Regions from separate parts of the Hordeum vulgare genome. Here region 2 is linked to region 1. Evidence: chromatin contacts called from public Hi-C data. All regions are on one chromosome and are shown on one strand. The core of a region is the stretch at or near the end of the contact, and the rest is flanking DNA. Distances in the headings are between cores, read along the strand shown.

What was found. Hi-C and Micro-C count contacts between places; a contact is called where the count stands out from the background.
Region 2: a contact with region 1 is called in a Hi-C map of leaf, with 6 times the contacts expected there. The contact joins the enhancer-like site here to the promoter of LOC123440191 in region 1. A contact is called at or near these places in 2 of 6 Hi-C or Micro-C datasets (leaf and seedling).

The regions. Positions count from the first base shown.
Region 1 is chr3H:468,953,243-468,960,180 of MorexV3_pseudomolecules_assembly, reverse strand. LOC123440191 (non-classical arabinogalactan protein 30-like) reads left to right here and starts at 3,521. Exons shown (of 2, transcript XM_045116765.1): 1 at 3,521-3,759; 2 at 3,857-4,391. The coding sequence starts at 3,555. The coding sequence ends at 4,164.
Region 2 is chr3H:469,759,649-469,765,833 of MorexV3_pseudomolecules_assembly, reverse strand. No RefSeq gene overlaps it. Among protein-coding and RNA genes, the nearest start is that of LOC123441879, 21 kb to the right of the region's middle. Within about 2 kb of position 2,498, at least 2 of the 3 cell types and tissues checked have open chromatin away from gene starts, as enhancers often do. A contact at or near this core is called in leaf, where this site is marked.

The DNA.
Region 1 (6,938 bases), core at 2,272-4,771:
AGGTGGAGGAGTCCTACTCCAATACTACTTGGAGTAGGATTCCACCTTCCCACTTGGAAACTCTTTCCACCTTGTGTTTTTTCCTTCTCAAACCTTATGGGCCTTAGTGGGAACTTATTCCAGCCCACTATGGGCTGGTTTATCTCTTCCCATAGCCCATGAGACCCCTTGGGGCGTGACACCCCTCCTGATGGTCCCCGGCACCCCTCCCGGCACTCCCAGTACACTACCGATGAGCCCGAAACTTTTCCGCTAATGCACGAAAACCTTCCGGTAACCAAATGAGGTCATCCTATATATCAATCTTCGTTTCCGGACCATTCCGGAAACCCCCGTGACGTCTGTGATCTCATCCGGGACTCCGATGAACATTCGGTAACCAACCATATAACTCAAATACGCATAAAACAACGTCGAACCTTAAGTGTGCAGACCCTGCGGGTTCGAGAACTATGTAGACATGACCCGAGAGACTCCTCAGTCAATATCCAATAGCGGGACCTGGATGCCCATATTGGATCCTACATATTCTACGAAGATCTTATCGTTTGAACCTCAGTGCCAAGGATTCATATAATCCCGTATGTCATTCCTTTTGTCCTTCGGTATGTTACTTGCCCGAGATTCGATCGTCGGTATCCGCATACCTATTTCAATCTCGTTTACTCGCAAGTCTCTTTACTCGTTCCGTAATACAAGATCCCGCAACTTACACTAAGTCACATTGCTTGCAAGGCTTGTGTGTGATGTTGTATTACCGAGTGGACCCCGAGATACCTCTTCGTCATACGGAGTGACAAATCTCAGTCTTGATCCATACTAACTCAACGAACACCTTCGGAGATACCTGTAGAGCATCTTTATAGTCACCCAGTTACGTTGCGACGTTTGATACACACAAAGCATTCCTCCGGTGTCAGTGAGTTATATGATCTCATGGTCATAGGAACAAATACTTAACACGCAGAAAATAGTAGCAACAAAATGACACGATCAACATGCTACGTCTATTAGTTTGGGTCTAGTCCATCACATGATTCTCCTAATGATGTGATCCCGTTATCAAGTAACAACACTTGCCTATGGCCAGGAAACCTTGACCATCTTTGATCAACGAGCTAGTCAACTAGAGGCTTACTAGGGACAGTGTTTTGTCTATGTATCCACACAAGTATTGTGCTCCCAATCAATACAATTATAGCATGGATAATAAACGATTATCATGAACAAAGAAATATAATAATAACTAATTATTATTGCCTCTAGGGCATATTTCCAACAAAGTATAGCGGCGTCCATGTAGGGCACAAGCGTGGTGACAATCGCGCCTGGGAACGCCCAGGCCGTGCGGCGAGCTGACGAGCCGTGGACTCCTAGTGCGCCGCCGTTCGATGTCGAGGTCCGAGGAGCCGAAATGTTCGGCCTTGTCCATTCCAGCTCGAGCTCCCCTTCTTCCCATCCGTTGGTGCTCATCCTTTCATCTTCCTCTCCCCTCCGACCAGCACAGAGCAGCAAAATAGGGAGGTGAGGTGGTAGCGGCCTGGAGGCAATGGACACTGGGAAGGATCGAGGGGGAGATGATTTCACCGCCGGCTAGCTAGGTGCGTTATCTCGCGGCGGCGGCGGCGGCGTACCTAGTTTTCCCCAGGCTGGCTCACATTTTTGTTTCGTTTTTATGTTGAGGGCCGGCCCTGGATCGTGCATTCGATGAGAAAATGCTTCATGGGCTTTAGTCGGGTGCCAGGCCCGATTAACCAGGATGGTCAGATTTTTCTACGGGAGTAGCTTCCCTTAAGGACAGACCCGCTAGTTAGCGATCGGATGGCCAACGACGACCAGACCACGCGATCCAACGGACGAAAAAACAGAGGGCGTGAGAAGGCAGCAAAGTGGTTCAGTTTTATTGTCCTTAATTTCCACGGGAACAAGTTATGTACAGCAACAGAAGAAATCCTGCCATGCTGGGGTTGACTTTGCAAGCGTGAAATCGTGGGGCGGCGATATATGTTTAGCCATCGATCCAACGATCAGGACAATGATGGCATCCCTTTGCATGCAAATTGAAGTATCGGCGCCCCTTTGCTGCTGTGTGCACCTTCCAGCGCTAGTGCGTAACGGCGCCGCCGCCCGGCCGACGCCCACGGATTTGCGCGGCCAAGTATCCAAGTGATGAAGTAAATACCTGATTAAGAGCCTGTTTGAAACTACTTCGCTCTTTAAATTCAACTCCGTTTTAAAAAACACAAATTAAACGGAATAGCTTCATGACATGTCGCTTTGAAAAACTAAAATCTAGGTTACAACTTCATATTTTTATAAAACTCTTTAAAATGTGCTTTAATAAAATGTAAAAGCTAAAGTTGGAAATAAATTATCCATCACTGTCATCAGTAAGTGGATACTCTATCGTTTCTTTCCATTCATTCAATTAGATATATCTTTTTATCAAATTTCTCATTCTTAAAGCTGGAGTTAGATAAAAGCTTTATTTTTGTATGAATCTGTTTTAAAATGGATTTGATGAAGCGAAACTAGATTTTATGAAGTAAAACAGTCCCTAACCTACTCATCAGGTAACAACGGTCTATAGTAATAAGTCCCTATTTGTTTACAGGGACTAGACTAAAAAAAGTCTCTTTTAGGAGTTCGGACGTTTGGAGCTCGGCCTCCATGGAGGCTGAAATTTTGAATAATTCAACATTCAAACTTTTCAGTTTCAAAAAAATCTGAAAAAAAATATGGAAGTAAAGAAGGATGTTATGCGTATGTGTGCAAAAATTTAGGATGAAATACCTTGAAATACGATCTGCACAAAAAAGACAAATTCATGCCCTGAAATGATGAATAGTGTCATGTGTAAAAAAGCCTCAGATTTGTCTTTTTTGCACAGCCCTCATTTCAATGTATTTTTTTCTGAAAATTTACACACATGTGTGTTACGCCTTCACTTATCCCTGTATTTTTTTCTGAATTTTTTGAATTATAAAAATATGAATTTTCATGAAATTTGAGTTTCAAACTTAAAGGGCTCCATGGAGCTCGGGAGCCAAAAGCAATTTCCGCTCTTTTAGTCCCTATATAACCAAATAGGAGGGACTTTTTCATAAAGAACAACAAAAAAACTCTATTGAAAGGAATTTTTTTTTAGTCCCTGAAAGTAAAAATAATCTAGTCCCTTAAAACCAAACACAGCCTAAGTATTATTCATCTTCTCGAGTACAAAAGGCTCTATTAGACGGTGCTGTTTTAGCTTGCAAGGCACCTGCCACCAGCCACATGCATGTATGAATGACGTACGTCAGCCCCGACGTCCGGTCAGCCCCGTTTCCCCAGTAGGGCCAGTACGCCCGAGCCTTGCAATGCATCGATACCGCATCTTCCTCGCGCGTGCGAGCCAATCTACGATCGATCCAAAGCAATATCGCCAACCGGAATCCGGGGTTCGATTCACCTACACATGCACGCCAGCCTATAAAACGAACCCTCTTCTCAGGCTTGCCACGATCATCACATCACGAGCTCTCCTTTGATCACACCACTAGCAAGCTACGACAATGGCTTTGCTCGCGAGATGCCTCCTGGTCTGCCTCGCCATTTTGGTCCTCTCCGTGGGCTGCCTCCCCGGCAGCGGCTCGGCGATGGGCCTGCCGCGGCCGCGGCCGAACTTGAACTTCACCATCGGCGTCGAGGGCGCCGTCTGGTGCAAGGGGTGCCGGTACGCCGGCTACGTCCAGTCCAGGAATGCGTCCCCGCTCCCGAGTACGTATGCGCGCGCGCGCGCCGCAGGCCAGCAGCCCACACGGATCAAAAACACCATTGTTCATCTGCTAATCCGCCTCTTGTTTTGTCGACGCAGATGCCCCCGCGCTGCTGCGGTGCAGGCGCGGGGAGTGGGCGCTGTCGGTGTGGGGCGCCACGGACGAGCGCGGCTACTTCCAGATCCAGACGGCGCAGCAGTCGGCGCCCTTCACTAGCAAGGACTGCAAGGTGTACGTGCTGGGGTCGCCGGCGCGCGCGTGCGGAGTGCCCGTCAAGCCCCGCGGGAACGACGACAAGGGGTCGCCGCTCAAGTTCCGCAAGTTCGTGACGCTCCCCGACGGGCTGCAGGCGGTCTACACGGCCGGCGACTTCGTGTTCGGGCCCAAGAAGCCCGGCAAGTGCTGATTGGATCCATCAAGTTTGGGCTTCGCGAGGTTCCCGTGCACGCGCGTTGTGTCGGGGTACTACTGATATTTTATATTTTTGATTAAAAACTCACCCCCTGTATTTTTCAAAGCACAAATTAGCATGGCAAAATTCTATTTGTAAACATGTATTTTTAATGTATTGTATGTTGATTTGAAGAAACTGGGGCATGTCATATAAACTACACAAAAGCACTTTGAACGATATGCAAGCAATTACTTTGCTGAAATACGATTTGTTTTCACCGTTGGATAAATGTACAAAATATGATTGATTTTGCTCGTCGTGGTAGAAAGATAATCGCTACGGGTTGGAAAACCATATCGCTATTACAAAGTTGCTTTTCGTTTCTGAAACATAATATTCGTCGAACTGCTGATCTAGTTTCGACCAACTAGTCATGAAAAACACAACAGTAAAAACGGATTTTAAATTTTTTTTACTTTTTTTAAAAGGAGGTTAAACCCCCGGCTTCTGCATCAATCGATGCATGCAGCCATCTTATTAATTATTTCACAAAGATCTAAAAAGAGTATACGTCAATTCATTCAAAGCTATCACTCACATCTACAAACTCGATAATATGGAGTGCTCTCACTCCACATATCTAAAACCGGTGTTGTTTCTAATCCATCCACATAACGTGCCAGGAACAACAGACGGTGCAGCACATCTAAAACGCATACCTCACGCACACGTTTTACCAGTCGTCATCATCCTTGAACCACTGACCCATCTTCAGGAAAGAGATCCGCATCATCCTTGCGAGTCCAATCATCTGTCGACGCCACCACGGCGCCCAACGACGCCACCGCCCTGCGCTCAACCGTCCAGCTGCGAAGACTCCGGAAGATCTGCCGTGCGTAGCACCTGCCAACCAGGCATGACTCAGCGTAGCACCTGTCGGCCAGGTATGACTTGACAGCTCCATCGAATTTCCATGCAAGACGAAGTCGCTCCACCTCCTGCCTCAGTCCGCCAGCGCTGCTCCACCAACGATGCTCCAAAGAGAGAAACGGCACCGCAGTACCGGCATCATCCGATCTGGAAGACCAGATCCTAGGGTTTCCCCCGAAGCAGAGCCCACCTCCAGCAACCGTTCAGGACCCACACAGTGCCCACCACCACTCAGCCCTCAAGGCGACGCCTTCAGGAAGGTCACGACGTCAAGGGCGCCGCCGCCGCCCACCGAAGTTAGGGTTTTCACCCTAGAGGCAAGGAGGGGGAGCAGAGGAGCAGATGTATACCGACGTCTTAAAAAAAACGGCGCCCTTGAGCGTCGTCGTCGGCGAGGCCGGCCTGGGCCAACCAAGGGGTTTCCCCCAATCCGAATCTCCTCCACCGGCTTCACCCGCATGTAGGGCTCCGGCAAACGCCGGCACCGCCAAGTCCGTAGGAGAGAGGCCCACAGATGAGGGCCGGAGGACAGCGGCCAGATCTGGCGCCGCCGGCCGCCATAGCAGCCAGTCGGCTGACCATAACCAAGTGCACCGTCCCCTGACCGGAGCCGACACCGCCGAAACCATGGTTGCCGCAGACAACGCCCCCTGCCACCGCAGACGCGCTCGGTCGCCGCTCCCTACTGGTCGCACGCCCCACATCCGCCATGGCAGCCCGGATGGGCGAGATCCCGCAGCACGAGAGCCCGCGGGCCAACGCCGGCGGAGCCCGAGATCCCGTTGCCAGAGCCTGAGATCCCGCCGCCAGAGCCCGAGATCCCGCCGCCAGAGCCCGAGGGGCCCCGTCGCCGTCATCCCCAGGGCGCGCGTGGCTTCGCCGACGTCCCCTCCGGCAGCGGCAAAGCGAGTGGGAGGGGGAGAGGGGGCCGCCGACGACGGGAGGGTTCGCCCCCGAGTCGCCAGGAGCGACGACGCGGGGGTCACGCCATGAAACTCGGAAAGAAACGGATTTTGATTTGTCCGACTCATTTGAAGGTAACTGATTTTTTAAAATTTCAGGATAGGTTTTCATGGTGCTGATGTCATCCGTTTGGCTTTATATAGTTTGTTACTGATTTTTGACATAGTACATAGTATAGCATACGTGCACTTGTAAGCTGAAAAGCGCCAGCAAACAGCCACTAGCATCCCCATAACCAAACCATACAGAATGATGATCTTTCTAAGATTTAGAGTATCTACAACCGGACTAGGTAAATTCGACCCCTCAAGAGTTCGTGGAGAGCGATCGTCGCGTCCGCAGACATTGATCGGATTGTTTCCCTTTTTCAGTGAAGCGAGAATCCCTAAAGTACTCATGTTGATCAACGTATCTCCCATTATCAAGTTGAATGTGAATTTCTGAGAATTCTTAAAATACTTTCTCTGTTCTAAAATAAGTGTCTCAATTTTATACTAGCTCTACTACAAAGTTGTACTAAGCTTGAGACACTTATTTTGGGACGAAGGGAGTATCATTTAATGTTTTTCATATAACGAGCATCGAAGGTTTTAGGAGGTTTCCATCTCCATGAATAGCAAGTACAACTATTTTTTTGGTGTTTTGTGCCCCATATTCATAACTAAATATATAAAACAGAATAGAAAATAAAATTACTTAATGATAAAGCAAACAAGCACACACGAGAATATCAACCCCAAGCTATTGCTTCCCAGCAACGGCGCCAGAAAAAGGTCTTGATAAGCCACAAGTATATTAAATCATTTGTAGCCTTTTTTGATAAGTAAGAGCGTTAAACCAAACGAGGAGCTAAAAGTAGAATTAATATTTTCTCAAGTTTTTTCGACCACCAA
Region 2 (6,185 bases), core at 1,249-3,748, 810 kb before region 1:
TTTCAAAGTCCATGATTTTTTTGTCATGTTCATGAATTTACTTTTGAAATCCATGAACTCTTTTAAATTGATGAACTTTATTCTGATGTGTATTTTCTTTCAAACTCACAAACTTGTTTCATATGTACATTTTTTTTTCAAATTCATGAATATATTTAAAATTCATGAACTTTTTTAGATGTATGAACGTTTTTGGATGCACACACTTTTTTCATTTTCACGAACTATTTTTAGAGGGTGTGGTTTTTTGGGTATGCTATGTGTTTAAAAATTATGATATTTCAGATGCATGAACAAATTTTAGAGGCGTGGACTGGATTGCCTCGCACTACTAAAATGCTTGTAGTGGGCCGGCCCGTCTCGCACCGTCGCTCGCACACATCGAAGAAGTTGCATGGAAAACAACTAGTTAGCGAGTGCTCCTTCGCAAGTACTTCCACGCAGCGTCACTTGGCACGTTCTCAACCGCCGCCACGTGTAGCGCTCTCAGCACTTCCTTTGAATTTTATTTTTTATTTTTTCGCACGTGTTTTCGGTTTTTTAATTGTTTTTTATTTCTTTTTCGTTTTGGTTTTCATCGGTCTTTCTTAGTTTTTTGACAAAACAAATTCATTTTTTGCACGAGAAATGTGTTTTTTTTTGCGAGAGGCACAGTTTGCCTTCCGTGAAAGGTACAATTTTGCCTTCGCGGGAGGTACCGTTGTGCCTCTCAAGAATGAAAAAAAACACGTTTTCTATAATTTTTTTGTGAGAGGCACGATTTTTGCTTTTGCAAGAGGCACGGTTTTACTTTCGCGAGAGACACAGTTTTGTCTTCATGAGAGGCACAGTGATGCCTCTCAGAAAAAGAAAAAACACGTTTTTAGTTTTTTCTCTAGAAGCACGGTTTTGTTTTCACGAGAGGCACAATTTTGCTTGGATTGTGTGCCTCTCGAAAAGGAAAAAACTCAGTTTTTTCACGAAAGGCATGGTTGTGCTTCCGTCAAAGACACAGTTTTGCCTTCGTAAGAGGCACAGCCGTGCTTATCCGAAGGGGTAAAAAAGCACGAAAAAGCGTGTTTTCTGATTTATTTCCTATCACGAGAGACACTTTTTTTTGGTCCGTTTTTTCATGAAAAAAAAGTTTTACAAAATCTATCAACATGAGATCTAGTTTTGAAGTTCTCGACGTGAAAATCACGAAAGGCTCCTCGTCGCTCGCACGCACAGGACGACGCAATGCTGGGCCAGCCCACCAAGTCGCTGCTTGTTTCGTTTTCTGTTGCACGGAACAAAAAATGGTTGAAAAAGATAAGCGAACCCTATGGAATCAAACCCGCGACCTCGTAATTAATGCACTTGCAAATGGCCACTCGGACACACAACAATAACTGAACATCTTTGTTCAAATCTCTATAAGAAGACACAATACCGAGGATATTTGGAAAACATTTTTTTGAAAATTGAAAGCAATGTTGAATGCATGAACAAAATTTGAAAAGTTGAACACATTTTGAAAGTGTGAGCAGAATTTTCTTGAAACCGAATAATATTTTTATGAAAACTAAAGAAAATTCTTTTCAAAATCCAGACATATTCTCAAACTCGTGAACAAAATTATAAATATTGAACATTTTTCGAATTGTGAACAAATTTTGAAACTGTAAACATTGTTCAAATTGTGAACAAATTTTGAAACATGAATAAATTTCAAATTCATGAACACAATTATAAAATTGTGCACATTTTGTGAATCTGCGAAACAAAAATTAAGCTGGAACATTTTTTGAATCTGCAAAAGAATCTTGAAGATTTTTTGAATTTTGTGAACAATGTTTGAAACCGGAACATTTTCTAAAACTTCTGAGAAAATGAAAACGCGAATATTTTTAAAATTTAGGAACAAATTTTGAAATTCCACGAAAAATGGGAAAATATTTCGAAGCTTCGAACATATTATGTTAAATACCGAACATTTTTTAAAAATACAAAACATTTTCTAAAAATCTCGAAATTTTTTTAAGATCCAGAATAGTTTTTGAAAAAGCAAGAATATGTTTCGAATTTTAAGAAAAACAATGTGAATATTCTGAACACTTTTCGAAAATCTATAACATCTTTCAAAAATCCAGAATTTTTTCTAAAAAGCAAAAATAACTTTTGATTTAGAAAAGCATTTTTTGAAAATATAGAACATTTTTTGAAATTCTAGAATAAATTATGAAAAGAAAAACTTTTTCCGAATTTGAGGAACATATTCTGAAAGTACAGGACATTTTTCCAAAATCACAAGCATTTTTTAAAAATCAAGCACATTTTATGAAAATCTAGAAAACAATTTGAACAGAAATATTAAAGAAAATAACGAATAGAGAAAAAAGAAAAAATCATTTCATGGAATCTTCTAAGTCTTTTCGAGAACTAGAAAAAAAATCAACGGAAAAAGGTCTAGAAGGTTCTCAAAACAGGGGCACTGGAACGTGAAACGGGCTAACCCATTCACGAATGATCGGTCGGAATCCCTATGCATAGCCACGACAAGGCTTCGCAACAAGAGATTAATAGGTAATTCGAAAAACCCTATTTAGCGCCACAAGCGCCGGTTAAAGACAAATTTTACTAACCGACGCCTCCAGAGCTTCGCATGGGCCGGCCTGTTTAGAGATCGGATCTGTATTTTAGCCCCTGAACTTTTATCCAAATCAACGAACTTTTTTGAAAATCCGTGAACTTTTTTGAAAGTCGATGATTTATTTTTTTTAAAGATGAATATTTTGGAAAATTGGAGAGCATAATTTAAAATTCATGATTTTTTTTCAAAATCAGTGAACTGTTTTTAAAATTAATGAACTTTTTTTGAAAATCAATATTTTTTTTTATTCTGTGATCTTTTTGAAAATATATAAATATATTTTGAAAATCGGTGAACTTTTTTAAGGACCAACACATTTAACATGGGCCGGCCCATAAGAAGGAGGTCCGCATGCGCCAGTTTGCCAGACCTGCGGTTAAGGCGTTGTATAGGAGCTCCCAGGAAATTCCATACTCCTTAATTAATGATTTTGAGCTGTGACAGTCGGAAATTTGCCTGAGCAAGCAAGGGGAACAACTAGTTAGCTAACCCTTCCTCACGAGCCTTCCAGCGATCGCTCCCACGCGCCGCCATTTGGAGCGTTTTTAGCCCCTGCCACGTGTCACGTTTTGACTGTTCCCTTCGGATTTTATTTATTTTTATTTTTTCGCACACATTTTCGCCTTTTTTAGTGTTTTTTTCTGATTTTTTGATGTTATGGTTTGCACGGTCTTTCGTAACTTTTGGACGAAAAAAATAATACATTTTTTCAGAAAAAACGCGTTTTCTTTTTTATTTTATGCGAAAAAATTCTTTTTTTTTGCGAGAGGCACAGTTTTACTTCTGCAAGAGGCACGGCTTTGCCTTCGCGAGAGGCACGACCGTGCCACTCAGAAAGAAAAAAAACGCGTTTTCATTTCTTTGCGAGAGGCACAGTTTTGCTTTCACGAAAGACACAATTTTGCCTTCGCGTGAGGCACGCCCGTGTCTTTCGGAAAGGAAAAAAAACGTGTTTTTTGTTTTTTTACGAGAGGCACGGTTTTGCTTCCGTGAAAGGCACGATTTTGCCTTTGCGAGAGGCACGCCCGTGCCTCTCCCGAAAGGAAAAAACGTGTTTTTTGTTTTTTGTTTTTTTTGCGAGAGGCACGGTTTTGCCTTTGCAAGAGACACGCCCGTGCCTCTTCCAAAAAGGGAAAATACACATTTTTTGCTCTATCTTTTTTTCACGAGAGGCACGGTTTTGCTTCCGCGAGAGGCACGGTTTTGCCTTCGCGGGAGGCACGACCCATGCCTCTCGGAAAGAAAAAAAACCATGTTTTCTGTTTTTTTTCTATCGCATGAGGCATAGTTTTTTCGTCCAGTTTTTTTCTTATGGTTTTCTTCATGAAAAAAGTTCATAAAAACTATCAACATGGGATCTAGTTTTTAAGATCTCGACGCGAGAAAGCCAACGATGAAATCGGTTCGAGATTTGAACGCACGGTTTAAGAGATAAAACGTTTTGAAAAAACGAATGTACGAAAAAAAACTCACAGGTTGTGACAAGTGACACGCATGCAGTATGCCATTTGTGGCAACATGTGAAAGTAAGAGTAATCGTTGAAAGGTGTACTCGCTAATTAGTGATTTCGGCAAGCAAACCCACTTACTAATTGGGTCGCGGCCCACAGAAATTCCCCATGAGCGTTGCTTCTCGAGTGGCCGCTATAAGCGTGGATTAGGAGCTTTCCTCATGTTGTCATTGCTTTCTGAAATTACTTATTTTTTAAGATTCTAAATATAAATTATTATCGCACACAGTATAAACGCCACAGCTTATATATATACGCGCATGCAGTCATCCCTTATAAACGCAGCCACACATGTCCTATCTTTACGAGCACTTTCGACAAACTAAGCCAACACATATTCTTAAGATTTATGAAGTCATTGTAGACGCCTCATTGTCGACGAAAGCGTATCATCCCACTGAATGCGCATCGTCGAAAATTTTAAAATAAATACAGAAATAATACGAGCACCAGAATTTGAACCTTAATGGACTGAGGATACCACTGTACCTCTAACCATCCAACCATAGGTTGGTTTGCTTTAAAAAATTATTTTTTCAAAATTACTCATGTTTTTAACACAGTACAATGCAGATACACATACACATACACACTCACCCTATGGGCACATGTACACACTCTACTCTATGAACATATCCAAAATATCAAACCGATATAACATCTTGAGATTAGTAAAGTCATCACAAACGTCTTTGTTGCCGATGAGAACATCTTTTTTAAATTACTAGTCATGGACCCGTGCTACAACACGAGCTGGCAATTTCAATAACAAGATGATTTTGTCTTGCAAGAAACGTATAATTAGGAATACTGGAAACCTGAAGGCCCTCTTCAAAATAAAAAATATTTGTATGAAAAATGGGGGGTGCAATAGGAAATTGCTTTTCACCAAAGGAACATAAACATTATAGTATTTCTATCCTACAAACTGTTTTCTTTCTTCTGTCTTTCTCTAGGCAGCACAAACTATCGAATTTCATGTGTTTTTCTCATGCAAAATGTAAGCATTTCTTTGAAAGGAATACATGTGTTATTATTCTTGTAGTGTTAGACATGCCACTAAATTGTAATTCTATATGTCTTAATCCTAGCCGTTTCTTAATTTCCACTTCCAGAGAGGCCCTAAACTTTGTTTTAGGCTGACTTAGAATATGCCATAGTTATAAAATGTTGTGCTAACCTAAAAAATTATGCAGTTGCTTCGTATATTATTTCAATGGTAGTGGCTTCACCAAAGATGTGGGACCCATTAAATTAGTTTATGAGAAGCTAGTATCATATTTCCGGTGACAGACACACATGCCATTTTTCCTTGCTACTACTTATTTCTGTGACAGACCCATGCATGTAGTCAAGTGTTTAAAAATATAGATATTCAAAATATGGTTTTAGTCATCATCTACAAATTTATAAGTTATGGAATTTTTTGCATGCCGTTCAGCATAAAACCTACCATAATGTGCTAGCTGGTACTCTAGCCTATGACATATAGCTTTATCTAGCGACACCGATGCCGTAAATTTATTTGGACGTGGGCATATCCCTTCTTATGGTTACTTTACGAACTTGCATTATTTTTTTCTACTGACTACACACTCTCACATTGTAATGTGCATATTCATGGATTGAAATATCTTGATTATTGAACCTGAAGTGTAATCCTTGACTTCTCAAGTCGGCGGTATTCTAATGCACTTGCATCCATTTAGCAATTTGTAATTATTTATAATCAAGGCTTTGATTATTACGGATATTTCAAATTTAATGTTGTTTTGTTTTATAGAGAAGCATTCAAAATAAATCGTATGGAAAATATCCAATCAATTCTTCTTTGATACATGTTGACATTTTGACATAATTTTTGTTATAATGGCTGTGCAAAATATCTTTTATATGGGTGGAGAGATGAGATTAACATGAAGAATAGCCATTTTTTTACATGAAAGTAATTAATTTAAGGTCCATACATTACATGTTGCTCCATTCACATTTAGGTCAACTTTGAATTCTATTTACTATTTTTAAAACACTAAATTCTACTACCTCCGTTCCATAATTCTTGT